Linked DNA regions of Arachis hypogaea: region 1 is linked to region 2. The links are chromatin contacts, called in public Hi-C maps. All regions are on one chromosome and are shown on one strand. Each heading gives the region's core, a stretch centred on a gene start, on an enhancer-like site or on the middle of the called end of the contact. The rest is flanking DNA. Distances are from core to core; before and after follow the strand shown. Region 1 has its middle 16 kb from the start of LOC112789659. Region 2 has its middle 4.4 kb from the start of LOC112789658.

The links. A called contact is a pair of places that touch in the nucleus more often than the background predicts.
Region 1: a Hi-C map of leaf shows a contact between it and region 2, with 2.1 times the contacts expected there. The contact joins two enhancer-like sites. A contact is called at or near these places in 2 of 8 Hi-C or Micro-C datasets (both in leaf).

Annotation. Positions count from the first base shown.
Region 1 is chr3:16,258,184-16,262,141 of arahy.Tifrunner.gnm2.J5K5, forward strand. No RefSeq gene overlaps it. Among protein-coding and RNA genes, the nearest start is that of LOC112789659, 16 kb to the right of the region's middle. Within about 2 kb of position 1,843, at least 1 of the 3 cell types and tissues checked has open chromatin away from gene starts, as enhancers often do.
Region 2 is chr3:16,219,523-16,223,573 of arahy.Tifrunner.gnm2.J5K5, forward strand. No RefSeq gene overlaps it. Among protein-coding and RNA genes, the nearest start is that of LOC112789658, 4.4 kb to the left of the region's middle. Within about 2 kb of position 2,244, at least 3 of the 3 cell types and tissues checked have open chromatin away from gene starts, as enhancers often do.

The sequences.
Region 1 (3,958 bases), core at 593-3,092, 38 kb after region 2:
CAAAAAGTTTTGAATAATTTTTTAATATCTAGTAAAATTTTAGTATTGTATAATTTTATAAACTAGAGCCCATTTTCATAAGTATGATTTAATTTTTTTTCCGTAAATAAATTGTTTAGATTTAAAATAATTGTGAAAAGAAATAGTAGTTTAATCTATAAGTTAGTTTTTGAACAAAATAAAATTTTACACACTAAACATGATACGTGTATAACTTTCTCTACTGTATACATATAAATAACAAACAAAATACAAAATAGAAAATGCAAATATCTTTAGTCATACATATATCAATAAATAAAATTACCAAAAAATATAAATAATATTATATTTATTTTAAAAATATTCGTTGAAGTCAGGGACGGATGTACATATGTAGTTATGGGGACAAGCACCCCATTACGATTTGAAATTTTTTTGAGTAGTACATGATAATAATATTTATTCGCCCCTACTAAATTATTAAATTTAACCCACAATAATTTTTTATTCAATTTTTGGTACTTTATAATTAATTTAAAAATTTTATATTAGATGTTATTAGAATGATCAATTCTCAATTTAAAAAAAATTTGTATTTTTTTTAGAAATCGACTCGAAAGAGTATTATTTATCTTTTTTTGTTATTAGTTTTAATTTTTTTCGTAACAACTACATTAATTGAAAAAACTTTCTCAACTATGAATCTCAATAAGAATTGGCTTTTAATTGTATGAAAAGTTATATATATGTATATATAAGAGTAATACTACACATTTAAGTCTTTTTATGATCTAAGTCTAACCAAATTAAATAATAAGACTTAGAATAATGCTAGTCATAACTGATTTTTGTTATCTTAGATTAATTTGGTTGGACTTATTTAACAAAAAAAAAACTTGAATGTATAGCATTATTTTATATAAAAGAGAGATATTTCGATTGTATTGTTAAGAAAAAGATTATTTAATTTTTTTAAAATATAAAACAAATAATAAAATTTTAAATTATGTGTTATTATTTAAATTATTATTTAGTATTTTAATTTGTAAATTAGATATTTTAAAGACTAATTATGTTATATGTACATAAAAAATAATCACCTATATACATATTGAAATAAAAAATATACATTAAAAATAAATTATACAATACATATAATGATTAGTGAATATTTTGATAGCTAATTTTTATGTACATATAGTATTTTTATTATAAAAATTATTATTATATTATATATTTTGCCCCACTATCAAAATTTTTTAAATCCGTCACTAGTTGAAGCTGTTGTCTTTAAATAAGCAGTAAATAACAGGTTAAATTATTTTATTAGTTTTTATAATTTATTAAATTTATAATTAAATTTTTATATTTTTTTAATTGAATTTCTAAACCAATTTAAATTTTGTAATTAAGTTTTTATTGACAATAAATATTAAAACATATTTATAAAGTGTTAATTTATTATTATATTTATTCTTTATTACGATTATGATAGAAAAAAAAAGAGTGTGCGAAATAAGTGGATCTAATTATAAAATTTAGAATAGTTTAGGAATTTAATTTAAAAAATATATAAAAATTTATTTGTAAATTTGATAAAACTAATAAAATTAATTGAATAATTAAACTTAACTAAAACTAATAATATTAATGTATTTTTCATTAGATATAAAATTTAAAATAAGAAATATCATAAAATTAATATTAAATTGTGAGAAGGAAAAAAAAAACTTGAAAAAGAGACAGATATGAAATGAGAACATTAGAAATAGAAGAAAGATAACCCCACGGCATGGTGAATCCTCATATTTCATGAAATTCAGAAACAATGAATGAAGGGGATAGGGCCACAGAGCCATAGATTGCGAGACACGCGTCTCCGTACGCGCGCAATGATGCCGTGAAATGAAATGTCTCCCAACCACCTACTGTCCTCGGTGTCTTCAACATCCATCCATCGCTAATTTGCTACATTTCTATTTTCCATTTTTCCTACAACTAATTTTTCTTCTAAATTTTTAAATTTCAATTTTGTTTCACAAACTAAAATTATTGTTAATTTTATTAAAATTAAAAAAGTTAAATTTTTGTTTTGACAAATGAATTATATTGCATTGAAAATTTTAGTTGTTTTATAATTTTTTTTATTAAACATTTAACCAGGGCTATAAAACAATTGAATAGAATTTTATCATTTTTTGGAGTAATTTACGCTAAAAAATAAATAGAGTATAAAACTACACAAATGTGCTAAATTAGAATTAGTTATATGTTTTGTTTTAAATATTTTTATACGAGTAATTTACACTATAATAAATTAAACGGGATTTAAAATTACGCAGATGTCTTAAATTAATTTTCGTCACATGTCTGTCTTAAATCAATTTTACGTAATTTTAAACCACATTCAATTTATTAGTGTAAAATTGTAGATCTTTTGAAATTTGAACTAAAATACAAAAGTTATATTTCTATTCTTATTCGTTTTGATTTTTTTTTATATATTATACACTACAAGAAAAACGTTGAATACTGTCTGATTTCTCAAATATATCTGATAGTAATCAATTTACTGTCGAAAATAATTTGACGGTATAAACCTCACCGGTAAATATTTACCGTTGGATTTATTTCATATCGTCAAATTTTGTGACGGATTACTAGCTCAGGAGACCAGTTGCTTACCATCGAATGTTTCTGACGGTAATGTTGGCGCCAAAGCATATTTTTACGTGCCATGTTATCTTTGGATTATTCCTACCGTAATTCTCATGGTAATGCCATTTTATTTTATTTTTGGAATTTGAAATAAATGACAATTTTAAATTTTAATTTTTTTTTACATAATTAGTGGTCAATTCGTACACCAAATAAATGTATCAAACAATAAAACAAAATCTAATATCTACAGATCCAGGTTGTCGTCGTTGTCGTCAGTCCCGTGGCCTTGAGTCGGTGGTGCAGGAGGCGATGACGATGTCCGTGTGCCACCAGCAAGGACGATGCCAGCGGCATGCATTTGTGCCTGGTACATTTCTATCTGAGCATGCATACGCTGCATTCGCTCTAGCGACTCCCTAAATTTCAGCCTGAGCTCATTCGTAGTGGTCACGTGGGTGAGGATCTTTTGATACCTCTCCCGATAATCGTTAAGCTCCCGAGCCTGCTGGTGAAGGCTGCAGTGGAGCTCCTGCACCTGGAGCCTCAAATCCATGCCTTCCTCGGGCTACATGGCTCGACTAGTGGTGGAGCATGACGACGGCCTCAACGTCGAGTTGCGGAGGCTACTGGCGAAGAACGACCCCATCCCGTATACGTGATTTTTGTACGGGGCTGAGGCGATCTCACGCTAAACCGCATCGGGGTCCACGACTGAGGCCGCAACTCCATCGACAGCATCCTCCTCACTTTGTTGAGATTGTTGAGTCGCAGCCTCTAATCTCTGTATGTAAGACTCTTGTGCAATTAACACAAGTTAATGTGTGATTAGTAAGCTAAGACAAATATACAGTTAATATCTAATAAGAAAATAGTAGAAGATAATCAGACGTATGTTTACTCACATAATGGTCTTGAGATCGCTCATCAACAAATCTCACTTTATTCTCTTTCAATGTGTGGGTGTACTTGAAGGTCTCTGCCAATGTGGTCTCGCAGTCCAATGACTTCGACTACAGAAATTACACTAAGATACAAAATTATTAGAATGCTTATTAATGATATGAAAAACATATAACATAACGAAGTTATTAACAATATTAAAGGAACTACATACTAGCCTGACCTTCGTCTTCATGAAGGTCGCCGAGCTTCTGGTATACTTTGGCGACCTCTCCGATGCCCTGTTCGCTTGATTGGTGAGACGCCGATGCCTGAACCCCGCATCATTCTCCCAATGAGCGAACAGACCCTTCTTTACCTCTGGTCGGAGCCAACACATCTGCTGGTCCTGGCCTTTGCGAACATCATCTAGCAT
Region 2 (4,051 bases), core at 994-3,493:
TAGAAGCACATATTTACTTTGCATCCTTTACCATCAAATTTGTTTATTTGATTTATTGATTCTTACATAATTGATATAGGTGGGTGGACTCGGTATGAGTAAGAGTAGAGGTGGACACTTAATAGAATAAAGAGGATAAATTTTATTGGTATTTGACCACAATAAGGAGTATCATGTGAATTCGTTCTTTTTGCAGGTATGAAAGGAAAAAAATGAAAGGACCATAGATCCCAACATCCAATATTGAGCAAGTAAAACCGTAGACATGTATGTTTTATAAGATTGGCCTCGAGTTTAAGGCCTTGTTAGTTCATACACCAAAGAAATGTTATGCAAACAAAATATCTTGAGTGTCTTTGAAGTTTATAATAGATGGATGGAAGTAAGATTTTTATGAACTTGGAGAAAAGCTAGAGGTAGCAGTTTATTATTTTGTTGTTAGTTAAACAAAGAAATAGAGTAATCTTAGAGATAAAAAACCTATAGAAATGAGGATAGTATGACATACTAGTTAGGTGTGGAGTTGAAATATGTTTTACTATGGTTAATCTTTTGTATGAACTTTGATACCTTCTTTCTCAAATTTTGAGCATGATATTTGGCTTTTATTGAAATAAAAAAAATCTTTATCATTGTAACTTTTATTTCTGAGACTTTTTTCTTTTTGAGACCTTTTTCCTTAGATATATGTATGTATTGCTTCCGATAACAAATTAAACATTAATTGACCAAACCCTCTCTCTTGGTGTGAGTGATCAAGTTGTTTAATTTTTAATCATATAAGTTGTAATGCGGTGGCGTCATCTGCATCACGATGCAATAATCACAGTGTGATAATAAGAAGTAAATTAAACAAATAAGTTGTGATTAAGCACAATGGGTAGCGAATTTTTCAATCAAGTGATAAAGTCACGCAAAAGAGGACGTGTACTTTAATCTCTAAAATAACAGATGTTCGGATAATGATTTAGCGACCTTAACCTACTCCAAAAAGTAAAATAAAATTTCCCGTTAATCGAATCAAATTAGAACACATAAGGATCATCATGGTGCAAGGGCGAAACTTTTTCATATTATTTATGTTGTTGAGAAAACGCTTCTTATACTTTCTCTAGATAATAAAAATGATGAATAATAAGCTATATCACAGGTTCACTGAATATAAATAAATCTAATTAATTTAAAATTTAAAATTAAAATTAACTTTTATTTTTTAATCTATTATTTATATTTTTCTAAAAAAACATTATTCTTCTATATTTTTCTTAACAATTAGTTCAAACAAATTAACACACATAAGGATCATCATGGTGCAAGAATGAAACTTCTCTAGGTCTTACATCGAGATATTACCACGTGACAAGAATAATAAGGAATAAGGCATTAGAACTAATTAATAATTAATAAAGGGTATTTAGCTCAATCTTTTGCATTAATTTATTACAATGACAATGCTAAAAAATAATAATTTAAATTTATTCTATTAAATTTAATATTTATAATTTTATATATGTAACATTTATAATTATATATTTATTATATTTATTATTGTCAATTTATTTCAACAGTAAACTTATATTTCTATTTTTTATATCTTGTTCTCGTCTTGTTTTGTCCTGTCTTATTCTCATAAACGAACACAACTTAAAAAAACTACAGGGGCGGGCGAAAGAAATCTCACACAAATCAGCAAATATATTCAAATTTTTTTTTTTAGTCAGTGAATTGGACAACCTCCAATTCTAGATACACAACACACTCACACATTCCTCACATATTTATCACATTTTTTTTTTCATAAATACACCCTCTAGAATTTGAACTCTAGACCTTAGTAATAGGGAGGAGGTGAAGTGCCACTGAGCTAAGGCTCTTCGGCGCAAACATATTCAAATTAAGTTTAGGGATTTGACAAAATTAGCCCATATATGATAGATTCTCTAGTTGGACTCGCATTTAAATCACCATTTTTTTTTGTTGCCCACGGTATCCCCTAATCCGACAGGTCAAGGACTAATCCGTCTCGGATCGGAGCTCCATTTAAGGGTTTGCCGCTGGCCAATGGATTGCTGCATGCACAAGGCGGGATTCCAACCCCCGACACTTACTTAAGCGGACGAGTGAGCTAACCACTCGACCAACCCAAGTTGGTTAAATCACCATTTTTAACAGCCTCAGAACACAATAAAAGATGTTAAAGCAGGCCCAAAGCTTAGGCCGTGCCTGCTAATGATTGGGTTTCTTTGCTCCATGTTCGACTACTCAACTAATTAGGCCTCGCTTGTTTTTGTATTACAAACCCAAACCCATAGAAAATGTTTGAAGGCTGGCCCAGAATTTTTCCGCCCATTGACTCTCGACTAATTGGGTTATACTAGAATTTTAATTTCGTAAATACCAGAAATTAACTAAACCAATTATATTAGCTCGCACCGCAAAGCTTGGTTTAGTGGCAACTATGTTTGCCTTGTTAGAAGGTACACCAAGTTTAAATCCTAATTAGGTCTAGAAAATTGATATATGGAACTCATTGGTAAAGAAAAAGGGTGTGTGTAAGGGGTACCTGACCAAAAAAAAAAAAAACCAATTTTATTAGCTCTAATTTATATTATGCGATCTAGCCCTTATTTAAAAGACCAATAATGTAGGAAGAGAAATTAACTTATACTTTTTTAAAATAGTTTATCAAAGTTGTTTTTCAAAAAATATTATTAAAAAAATGTAGTATCTATATTTGATAAATTAAACTAAACACAACTTTCAATAAATATAAATAAGAACAATTATGTTTAGTAAAATGATTTTTAAAATTTAAAAATTATAATAGACATAAATATTAGAATAAATTTATATTTTTATTAATATATGAAATTGCATTAGATTTTATAATTTTAATAAGTATAAACCAATTCTAAAAATCTCTTCGGTAAATGCATTTTAAAAGCGTCTTCAAACTTTTAAAAACTTTAACCACATGCACACGGACGGAGGATGTACTTGATGAGTGTTTTGTTCAGAAGAAGTTGCTCATAGCAATATCATTTGGGAAAGAATTGAATATTGGTGCAAGATTTGGGTTAATTAATATGTATAATAAAAGGAGGATGTACTTGGTGAGTGTTTTGTTAATGATTCTCCTCACTTATTAAATTCATGGCATTGGAGAACGAACCTTTAATTTCCAACATGTGCAGGAAGAAATTAAATAGGTTGTTCCATTCAGGATTTAAGGTATAGGAAGTTATCTGTATTTGTGGTTCAATCTTGTGAAATATTATTAGTTCACGGATAGAAGGAAATGTGGAATTGAAGTGGATTGGAAATTGAGATTCAATAATCTATGAATATCAATATGGTCACAACTAATACCGGTTGTGCATTTGATGTGCAAAACATGGATCAAATGTGTTTCACAAATATGCAATAATATTTTGCTAACTTTCTCATTGTTTTGAAATAGTATATGGTCAGTTTTAATATGTACAATTCACAAAATATTTCAACACAAGGCCTAACAATTTTTTTTGTGAACTGAGAAGAAAATTGTTTGTATAAAATTAAAGTTAGTTAGACCATACCTTAAAATTGCTTATAGAAATTAGTTCAATGCATAAGACAAAGTAACACATATATTATTTTTTAACTTTTCTTTTTGTAAATTCCAAAAAATAGTAATATATTTATCTTTAAAACTTAATTGTTTATAAAGGACAAAAAAAATAAAAAAACCAAAAGAATTAAAAAAGATCATTTTCGAAAAATTCTTAGCTTCTAGAAAGAAAAGAAGAGGAGACAACCGCCAAAAAATCTTAATTGGTGGTGATTTAATTTGCTTCCCCTATTTGCCATATTTTCCTTGTGCCCGTGACCACTAGAGTTAGTAGCATGAGATAATGAGATTTGATTTTACTAACTCATATGAAGAGAGTAGAGAGAAAAGGCACCATATTCAATGATATGGAAAACAAATCCACGCACTATTTTGTTGTGTTGCGTGTTATGTCCATAATCACGTGCATGCCTCATCTATCTTTGGGTTTCTCTTTTGTCC